Linked DNA regions of Canis lupus: region 2 is linked to region 1. Evidence: chromatin contacts called from public Hi-C data. All regions are on one chromosome and are shown on one strand. Each heading gives the region's core, a stretch centred on a gene start, on an enhancer-like site or on the middle of the called end of the contact. The rest is flanking DNA. Distances are from core to core; before and after follow the strand shown.

Region 1 (4,436 bases), core at 522-3,021:
AGATTAGTACTTACTGTGAGGCAATAAATTTCTGTCATTTCAGTCATCACGTTTGTGGTGCTTTGTTACTATAACCCTAGGAGACTAATACACCAGGCCAGTTGTCTTGTAGAATATTCCACATTCTAGATGAGAAAGTGTTTTCTTTGTGCTATTGTTTAACTTGCTCCTCTTTCTCCTATATTTCCTGTAACTTGAAAGTTACATCTAACAGCTTGATTGGATTTAAATCAAAGATTTTTGTTGAGACTATTTCATGGGTGCTTCTATTCACCTCATACTGTATCACATCAAAGACGCATGATTTCAGGTGGTCCCTCTGTGGTGACATTAACTTGGATTTCATGCTTAAGGTAGGACAATATGTCTTTAATGACTTAAAAATTGCTTAGCCACTTCACGAACACCAGGGAGGTGGTAAGACGAATGGAGAAGTGGCATGTGGCAGGTATATTTCCATCGAAGGGGCACTCCTTCCTATTGTTCTGCTCCTTCCTCTGGGGACCTCCACCCTCTTTTTCATCTGTTCCTGGTGGACATATCAATCACAGCACCTTAATCCCTATATATGAATGGACACCTAGATATCTGGACCCAGTAAGTGGTTCCAAGATGGGTATGTGAACTGTCTTGGCTCAAGGGCCCGAGAAAACAGCCTGAGGCAAAATTCAGACATGAACACACTGATGAAGGAAACAATCCCCAAAGACCAAAAGGAGGAAGGAAAAAAGGAAAGAGAATGGAAAGGATGAAAAGCAAAAATCAGGTAGTGTAGTACTGAGCTGGCCACAGCACCACCAAAACTATGGTTGTTGTGGAGGATATCTTTAGACACAGCATGGACCCCGCGTGTCAGAACAGTCCATCAGGGAGAAGACAGGGAGAATCACTCATCCACCAGCTCCTTCCAATCTCCTGTTTCTCACAGGTCAAATTTCATCCTGGAGGACACTAGATCTTCGCATCATGGGTCACCTCTGGGGAGCCACTGAGAAGCCAGCTCCTACAGTGGCCGCAGCAGCATGAGCCAGGGACACTTCCTAACAATTACCTGTTGCCAGTGATATTTGAGTGATAGTTTAGGCCAACAACATGCCAAAGTGCCCCAAAATCCTAAAGCTTTTTGTGTCTCAGCCATGACACAGAAATCCTGGAAGTAATTATCAAAGGCCATGAGTGAGGAATAATATGATTTGTTGCACTGAGGTTTCATCAAAGTACATCCTTTTATCCGGAGGATGTCTTGGCCATCTTGGAGCACATTGGTACGTTGTAGGTGATGTGCGTATATTTATCACTAGGTGGTGGTACAGCATCACACTCAGCCCTTCCCTCCCAGAGCACCAGAGAAAATAAATGAATGCACGCTCCGTTAAATCATTACCAACTTTCCTTCCACTTCAGAAGTCGCTGAACCTTCTATCACGTGGCAAAGCAACCCAGCCAACAGGCCTCTCAGGTCTGTTCAAGTTAATGATTTATTGATCTTGTTGGCTGATGTTTTCACTTAATCCTTGGGCTTGATTTAACTGAGCTTCGGTAGTTAAAAAAAAAAAAATAACAAAACTAGTCAGTCTTGCTAGAATTCTAAACAAAGAAAAATAAGCCTCCTTGTTTATAATCATCTACTGTGGGGCCATTGGCTCTGTGGATCCTAGCAGGGGCCCCAGTTCAGGAGAGAAACAGTAATACGGAGGAGGGAAAGACCAGCAGGTGGGCAGCTGACTCCGGTAAAACAATTCTAGTCTCTGACCTCTGGCTGAGCCCGACATCTCAGCTTCGGATTGCCTGAGTCATAAGTCTCAGGGGGAAGCCAGCTGAGAGTTGCAGCAACCAGTTCCTGCTACCAGAGACTGGGAGGGTGAGCCAGCACCTCAAGTTCATATGCAAATGAAAGTTACACCCAATCCACCAAAAAAAAAAAAAAAAAAAAAAAGCCTTTTGAGTTTCCTGAAAGGTCCAGACTTCTAGAGGCTTTTGCTAAAGATCATGTGGCCACCAGTTTATTTCACTTGATCCTTAATCCATTTAATCACTGGATTATTTCACAATCGATTTGATTTATAGCATAAATGCAAATTAAAGAAGAAGACTGTAATACAGTACGATGCTCACATGTATGAAGACATCTCAAGGAAAATCTAACTTGTGGGGGTTTTTTGTTTGTTTTTTTCATTCCAGTATAGTGAACGTACAGCGTTATATTGGTTTCAGGTGTACAATACAGTCATTCAACAATTCTGTGCATTACTCAGTGTTCATCATGGTAAGTGTACTCTTAATCCTCTTCACCTATTTCACCCATCCCCCACTCACCTCCCTTCTGGTAACCATCTGTTTGTTCTCCACAATTAAAGAGTCTGCTTTTGGTTTGTCTCTGTTTCTTTGTTCATCTGTTTTGTTTCTTAAATTCCACATATGAGTGAAACTATATGGTATTTGTCTTTCTCTGACTGACTTATTTCATTTAGCATTATACCCTCCAGGTCCATCCATGTTGTTGCAAATGGAAAGATTTCATTCTCTTTTATGCTAATATTCCATTGTATATATACACCACATCTTCTTTATCCATTCATCCAACAATGGACACTTGGGTTGCTTCCACAACTTGGCTATTGTAAATACTGCTGCAATAAACATAGGGGTGCATGTATCTTTCCAAATTAGTGTTTTCATATTCTTTGGGTGAATACCCACTAGTGGAATTAATGGATCATATCGTAATTCTATTTTAAATTCTTTGAGGAACCTCCATATTTTTTTCCACAGTGGCTCCACCAGTTTGCATTCACATCAACACTGTACAAGGATTCCTTTTTCTCCATATTCTCACCAATACTTGTTGTTTCATGCGTTTTTTGTTTTAGTCATTCTGACAGGTGTGAAGTGATATCTCATTGTGGTTTTACCTTGCACTTCTCTGATGAGAGTGATTGAGCATCTTTTCATGTCTATTGTCCATTTGTATGTCTTCTTTGGGAAAATGTCTGTTCAAGTCTTCTGCTCATTTCTTAACTGGGTTATTTGGGGGGGTGTTATTTGGGTGTTGAGTTGTATAAGTTCTTTGTATGTTTTGGATGTTAACCCCTTATCAGAGATACCATTTGCAAATATCATCTCTCATTCAGTGGGCTATCTTTTTGTTTTGTTGGTTGCTTCCTATATTGTGCAAAAGCTTTTTATTTTGATGTATTCCCAGTAGTTTAATTTTGCTCTTGTTTCCGTTGCCAAAGGAGACATATCTAGAAAAATGTTTATATGGCTAATATCAAAGGTATTACTGCCTATGTTTTCTTCTAGGAATTTTATGGTCTCAGGTCTCACATTTTAAACCTCTCTGAGCTTATTTTTGTGTATGGTGTAAGAAAGTGGTCCCATTTCATCACCTTGCATGTAGCTGTCCAGTTTTCCAGTTTTCCCAGTGCAAACTGTTGAAGAGACTGTCTTTTTCCCATTAACTTGCATCGGGTTTTTTTGTTTTCCTTAGTCAGAGCATGTTCCAGAAGTCACCTGCTTCAACTTTAGGGGAAGAAATCACCAGTGGGGTTCTAAAGTAAGGGGAAGCATGTGGAAGGCAGATTGCCCTGGAGTTCACACAAGGGGCAGGCCTCAGCCCCTCTGCATTTGAAGTGTTTAGCTCTCTAAGGAGGAGGAGGAAATCCTACAGGTGCTCACCAGGTGCCTCCTGAAACTGCATCCAGAAAAGTAGAAATAGCCAAGCAGTAAGACCTATGTCCCTGCGAGCCCCTGAACAAAGCAGAGGCCAGCCTACCTCAGCAATCCACGTGACTGGCACAGACCTCATTTAGCATCACACTAGCATCCCTAGTGTGGGAGGTACAAGACCAGGTATCCTCACTGACCAGGGCCACCATGTGAATGCAAGTGAGGCTAAAGAGTTCAAAGGGCTGTGTTTTCCCAGAGGAGGCAGCCATTCCTCAATTGTGGAAAATTTCTGAGGCACCTGAGTGACTACTCATTCATTTTTTTTAAGATTTATTTATTATTCATAACAGACACAGAGAGAGGCAGATACACAGGCAGGGGGAGTAGCAGACTCCTTGCAGGGCACCTCATGCAAGACTCAATCCCGGATCCCGGGATCATGCCCTGACCCAAAGGCAGAAGCCCAACCGCTGAGCCACCCAGGCGACCCTCTAATATGTTCTATAAACAAGTAAAATAGATTTCAGTCTTCCTTCTAACAAAGAGAGAAATTTGTTCTTTCTTAGCCATAGTTTAGAAAGGTAGGTGTCACATGTCATTAGTGTTGACACTACCTACACTTTTAAGATTGCTGTCATATATGGAACAGATTTTATTGAGCTTCTGTCAGCATGTGATAATATCCATAATCTGGGCCTTTTGAGTTTCCTTTGTGAACTGATTAAATTTTAATACTCTGAAGGAAGGTCAGTCATTAACTGGTTTTT
Region 2 (4,436 bases), core at 1,178-3,677, 730 kb after region 1:
TCAGCGGTTGAGTGCCTGCCTTTGGCCCAGGGCAAAAAAAAAAAAAAGGCGGGGGGGGGGGGGGGGGGCAGCCCCGGTGGCTTAGCGGTTTAGCGCCACCTTCAGACTGGGGCGTGATCCTGGAGACCCAGGATCAAGTCCCTCATCAGGCTCCCAGCATGGAGCCTGTGTCTCTGCCTGCCTCTGTGTCTTTCATGAATAAATAAATAAAATCTTTACAACATTTTTTTAAAAGATCTTATTTGAGAGAAAGAGAAAGAGGGAGCACTAGTGGGGGGGCGTGGGGGCTGAGGAGTGGGGAGGAGGGACAGAGGGAGAGGGGGAAACAGACTCCCACAGAGCAGGAAGCCTGACGTGGGGCTCAATCCCAAAGACCCCGAGATCATGGCCTGAACCAAAGGCAGACGCTTAACCAACTGAGCCAACCCAGGACCTGAGGACTTTTTAAAAAATTCATGAAAATGTCCCCAAATCAAAGGAGAGGAGTTCCTTGATCGGAAGGGCCCACAAAACATATAGCACAACAGATAAAATATAGACCCACACCTGGGCAGATGGCTGAACTAGGTGATGGGGATTAAGGAATGCATTTGTCAAGATGAGTACTGAGTAATGTATAGAAGCGTTGAATCGCTCACTGTCTTGTACACCTGAAACCAATATAACATGGTATGTTAACTAACTGGAATTAAATTTTTAAAAAAATAACTCACACCAACATATGTCACCATGAAATTCAAACTCCCAGAAACCAAGAGAAAATCCTACAAGCCTCTAGAGAAAAAAAGTTTTCCTCCGAAAGATAATAATCAGAATGGGTTGGACTTTTCAAAAGTGACACTGAAAAGCTTAGAGACGATGAGGATGGTCTTAGAATTCCTGGGGAAAAAAACTCCCAAGTGGAACTCTACACCTGGCCCAATGTAAAGCAAATGGGAGGCTAGAATAAAAACCTCTCAGACATGCAAAACCCTAGAAAAATTTGTTCCCCATGTCCATTTCTCAGGAATCAACTGTAGAAATGTCCCCTACCAAAAACTGGAATAAGTAAGGGAGAAGAGGGCATGAAATACACTCTAGGGGAGGTAACAAAGTCAAGAGGTGATGGGGATTTTAAGAGTTTTTTTTTTAAAGGATCTTGTTGGCCTCCAGGTTGGAATCTGTTTAAAAAAAAAAAAACACCAAAATTTAACTGAGTAAATTTGAAGATCTAATTGGCTTGAAGTGATTCAGAATAAGGCAGTAAGAGGGGGTGGGGTGCCCCAAGGGGGCATACAAAATGGAAGGTTTGTATAGGAAAGGGAGGGCGGCAAGAAGTTATTAGCTCAGGAAAGGAAATGATTGTTTTTGGCAAGGTGGACTTCCTTTGCAGGAAGGGAAGGGGGTCTGATCATGCAGATGAGGTCTGATCCCTCATCTTTTGGGGGATGGCAGAGGGGCCCAGGCACAGATCAGCTCACAGGCACTAACCAGAAAATTGCAGATTAATTGGCTTCAAATTCCACTCCTGCAGAGGTTAAAATAGCATTTAAGTCTTGGTTTGCTGTCCTGGGGGCAAGTGACCCTGTCTTGGGCCTGTGTTTTCTTGTTTAACAAAGCCTTCAGGAGGTTCTAGAAGAAACCCTTGAAGATGATGAAACTGGTAGGACAGGTAGTGTATTTGGTCATATTGAGAGGAGGCTTACTAAGCCGAGAGAGGTTGAATTTGGAAACAACCTGCAGGAAAATAAGCAAATTTGGAAAGGAATGATTAACCCCAGGGTGAACAAACTATGGTATGGGGGATGGAAGGGAAAATGAATCACAGCCTCTGGTGTGGCTTATATGAAAATCCCATTCACATGAGCACAATCCTGTAACAGTGATCATTGCTTTAACCGAAATCACAACATGGCTGTGCCAGGAGGATGGAGACATCGTCCTCCCCTCGAGTGTGCATTTGTAGCTGGTGGGAATGGCGTTCTCCTTCTCTACAGTAGGAAGTTCACATAGAAACTTAAAACTGAGGGCAGCCCAGGTGGCTCAGTGATTTAGCGCCATCTTCAGCCCAGGGCCTGATCCTGGAGACGGGGGATCGAGTCCCACGTTGGGCTTCCTGCATGGAGCCTGCTTCTCCCTCTGCCTGTCTCTCTCTCTCTCTCTCTCTGTGTCTCTCATGAATAAATAAATCTTAAAAAAAAAAAAGGTTTAATTCTCAGATGATTCTAAAAGGCAGCCAGTATTGAGAAACTACTGTTCTGACGGCTTCCTGACATAGGCCTATGTCCCCAGGGTGGCCCACAAGGCCCACATGACCAATCTGGGTCACCCCTCCCTCGTCCCTTGCTCACCACACTCCAGACACGGGGACCTCTTTGCTGTTCTCAAACACACCAACCATATTCCCATCTCAGGACATGCTCATGTTAGGGCCCCTTCTGGCATGTTCTTTTGCTAGACGTTTGACAGACTTGCTTCCATATTCCATTCAGGTCTCTGCTCAAATGTCACCTCCTCAGAGAGGCAGGCCCTCCTTGGCCACTCCATTTAAAATACCAGCCTTCACCAGTCTGTGTCCCCTTACTTCATAGCACTTATCAACATCTGCCATTATGTTATATATTTACTTATCTGGCTTATATCAGTGCTTGGAAAACAGTACAAGCTTAATAAATATTTGTTGAATGAATAAATGAGTGAAGAGGAAATATGTACAATAATGCAAAGTTGGGCATGAAGGAAAAGCTCAATAACTGAGTTTTTTCCCTGATTCACAAAACCCCAGTTGCTTCCTCATAATGCCTCCTGCCATCCTGAGGAACAGCGGGCCCAACTGGAATTTATACCTGAGTCCCAGACAGAATGGAAGTCCATTAACGCCAGTCCCAAGAAAGAAGCTTCTAGAAATAAACACTCTGTATCTGATGAGGCCTTCTGATATGAATGCATGAGAAATTCATAATAAGCATTTCTGACATGCACAAAAGCCTTTTGTTGGCGCCACAAATCGCCAAGCACGTTCTTGTCCGCCATCTTGTGGCCATGCTCGGGAATTCCAGACAAACTTTGTGTCCTGATTTGGCTTTATCAAAAGGAAATTCTGGCAGCTGGGCTTAGCCAGAGCCTTTGGGCAAAACACCTGTGGACACTTGACCAGGCCCAGGTGGTGCCAATCTTCTTAGGCTCCCATTTGTTAGGAACAGGAAGCGATGGAGGTGACTTCTTGGTTTGGTGGCTTTGGCTGGGGGACAACTGAGAGAAGTGCCTATGGGCCACTCCCCCAGAGACTAACCTTGCCTGACTTTGTCCTCCTATTCTGACACGGCCTCCACTATGATCCCAGTCACAACTAGACCCCTTTGATTTGGTGCAGGTACCCAGTAAAGGCTTGTCAACTTCGCAAGTTTATCTTTGGCCTATTTTGTACCGCCAGTATATTAGCGCATGGTTGGCACGGAGCAGGTGTGCAACTAAAGATAGTTGCTGAAGGGATAAAATAATAATCACTAGCATTTATAGAGCACTTACTATATGCCACGCACTGTTTGAAGCCCAAGCACTTTCCATACAGTCTCATAAGTCTTGTGTGGATATTCCCAGGATGGCCCCTGACAAACAGGGACAATGAGTCCCTGAATTAGTCGGTAGGAGCTGCCGTTACCAATATTGCACACCTGGTGGCTTAGACAACAGAAATCATTTTTTCACAGCTTTGGAGGCTAGGAATCCAGGATTAAGATTCCATCAGGGTTGGCTCTGGGTGAGGCTACTCTTCCTGGCTTACAGAAAGCCTTTTTTTTTTTTTTTTTTTTTTTAGATTTTATGTATTTATTTGAGAGAGTAGGAGAGCAAGAGGGGAAGAGGGAGAAGCAGATTCCCCACTGAGCAAGGAGCTCAACTCAGGGCTCGATACCAGGACCCTGAGGTCATGACCTGAGCTGAAGGCAGATGCTTAACTGACTGAACCACGCAGGTGCCCTGACAGCTACCTTTTTGCTTGGGGTGCAGAGAGGAAGGGAGGGGAGGGAAGGAGAGGAGAGAGGCCTCACCTCATGCTTCCTCTTCTTACGAGGACACTACCTCCATCCCGAGGGCTCACTTGCTCCCAGGATACCTGCTGTAGGTCCTTAATACTTATTGGACACACATGGGTGTGACTTTTGGCAGCTGAGTGGGACATAATAAGAATTCCTCCCAAGAACCAGTAAGTCTAAGGACTCAGCAAAGGGTATAGTCTTACCAGTGACTAAAATCCGAGCTGAACAGCAGGGGGCAGCTGGCAATGCCATCTCTGCCCCAAAGTAGGGTGTAGGGAAGGGGTCTTAGCATCCTTTGCTGGTGACGGCAAGGCAGGGAACGTGGTCAAACCGAGCTTTGGGGCAGGTGGCCTGAACCTCCCTTCTCTCTCTTCTGTGGCGAGGGGGGCAGAGTATGGGTGAGGAGCTTCACGAAGTGGA

The links. Hi-C and Micro-C count contacts between places; a contact is called where the count stands out from the background.
Region 2: a Hi-C map of amygdala shows a contact between it and region 1, with 9 times the contacts expected there. The contact joins two enhancer-like sites. A contact is called at or near these places in 4 of 9 Hi-C or Micro-C datasets (amygdala, blood, liver and 1 more).

Annotation. Positions count from the first base shown.
Region 1 is chr22:48,205,065-48,209,500 of UU_Cfam_GSD_1.0, forward strand. All of the region lies in intron 1 of LOC111091693 (a long non-coding RNA gene), which reads right to left. Among named protein-coding and RNA genes, the nearest start is that of IPO5, 79 kb to the right of the region's middle. Within about 2 kb of position 1,772, at least 10 of the 20 cell types and tissues checked have an H3K27ac peak or open chromatin away from gene starts, as enhancers often do.
Region 2 is chr22:48,931,949-48,936,384 of UU_Cfam_GSD_1.0, forward strand. No RefSeq gene overlaps it. Among named protein-coding and RNA genes, the nearest start is that of SLC15A1, 57 kb to the right of the region's middle. Within about 2 kb of position 2,428, at least 2 of the 20 cell types and tissues checked have an H3K27ac peak or open chromatin away from gene starts, as enhancers often do.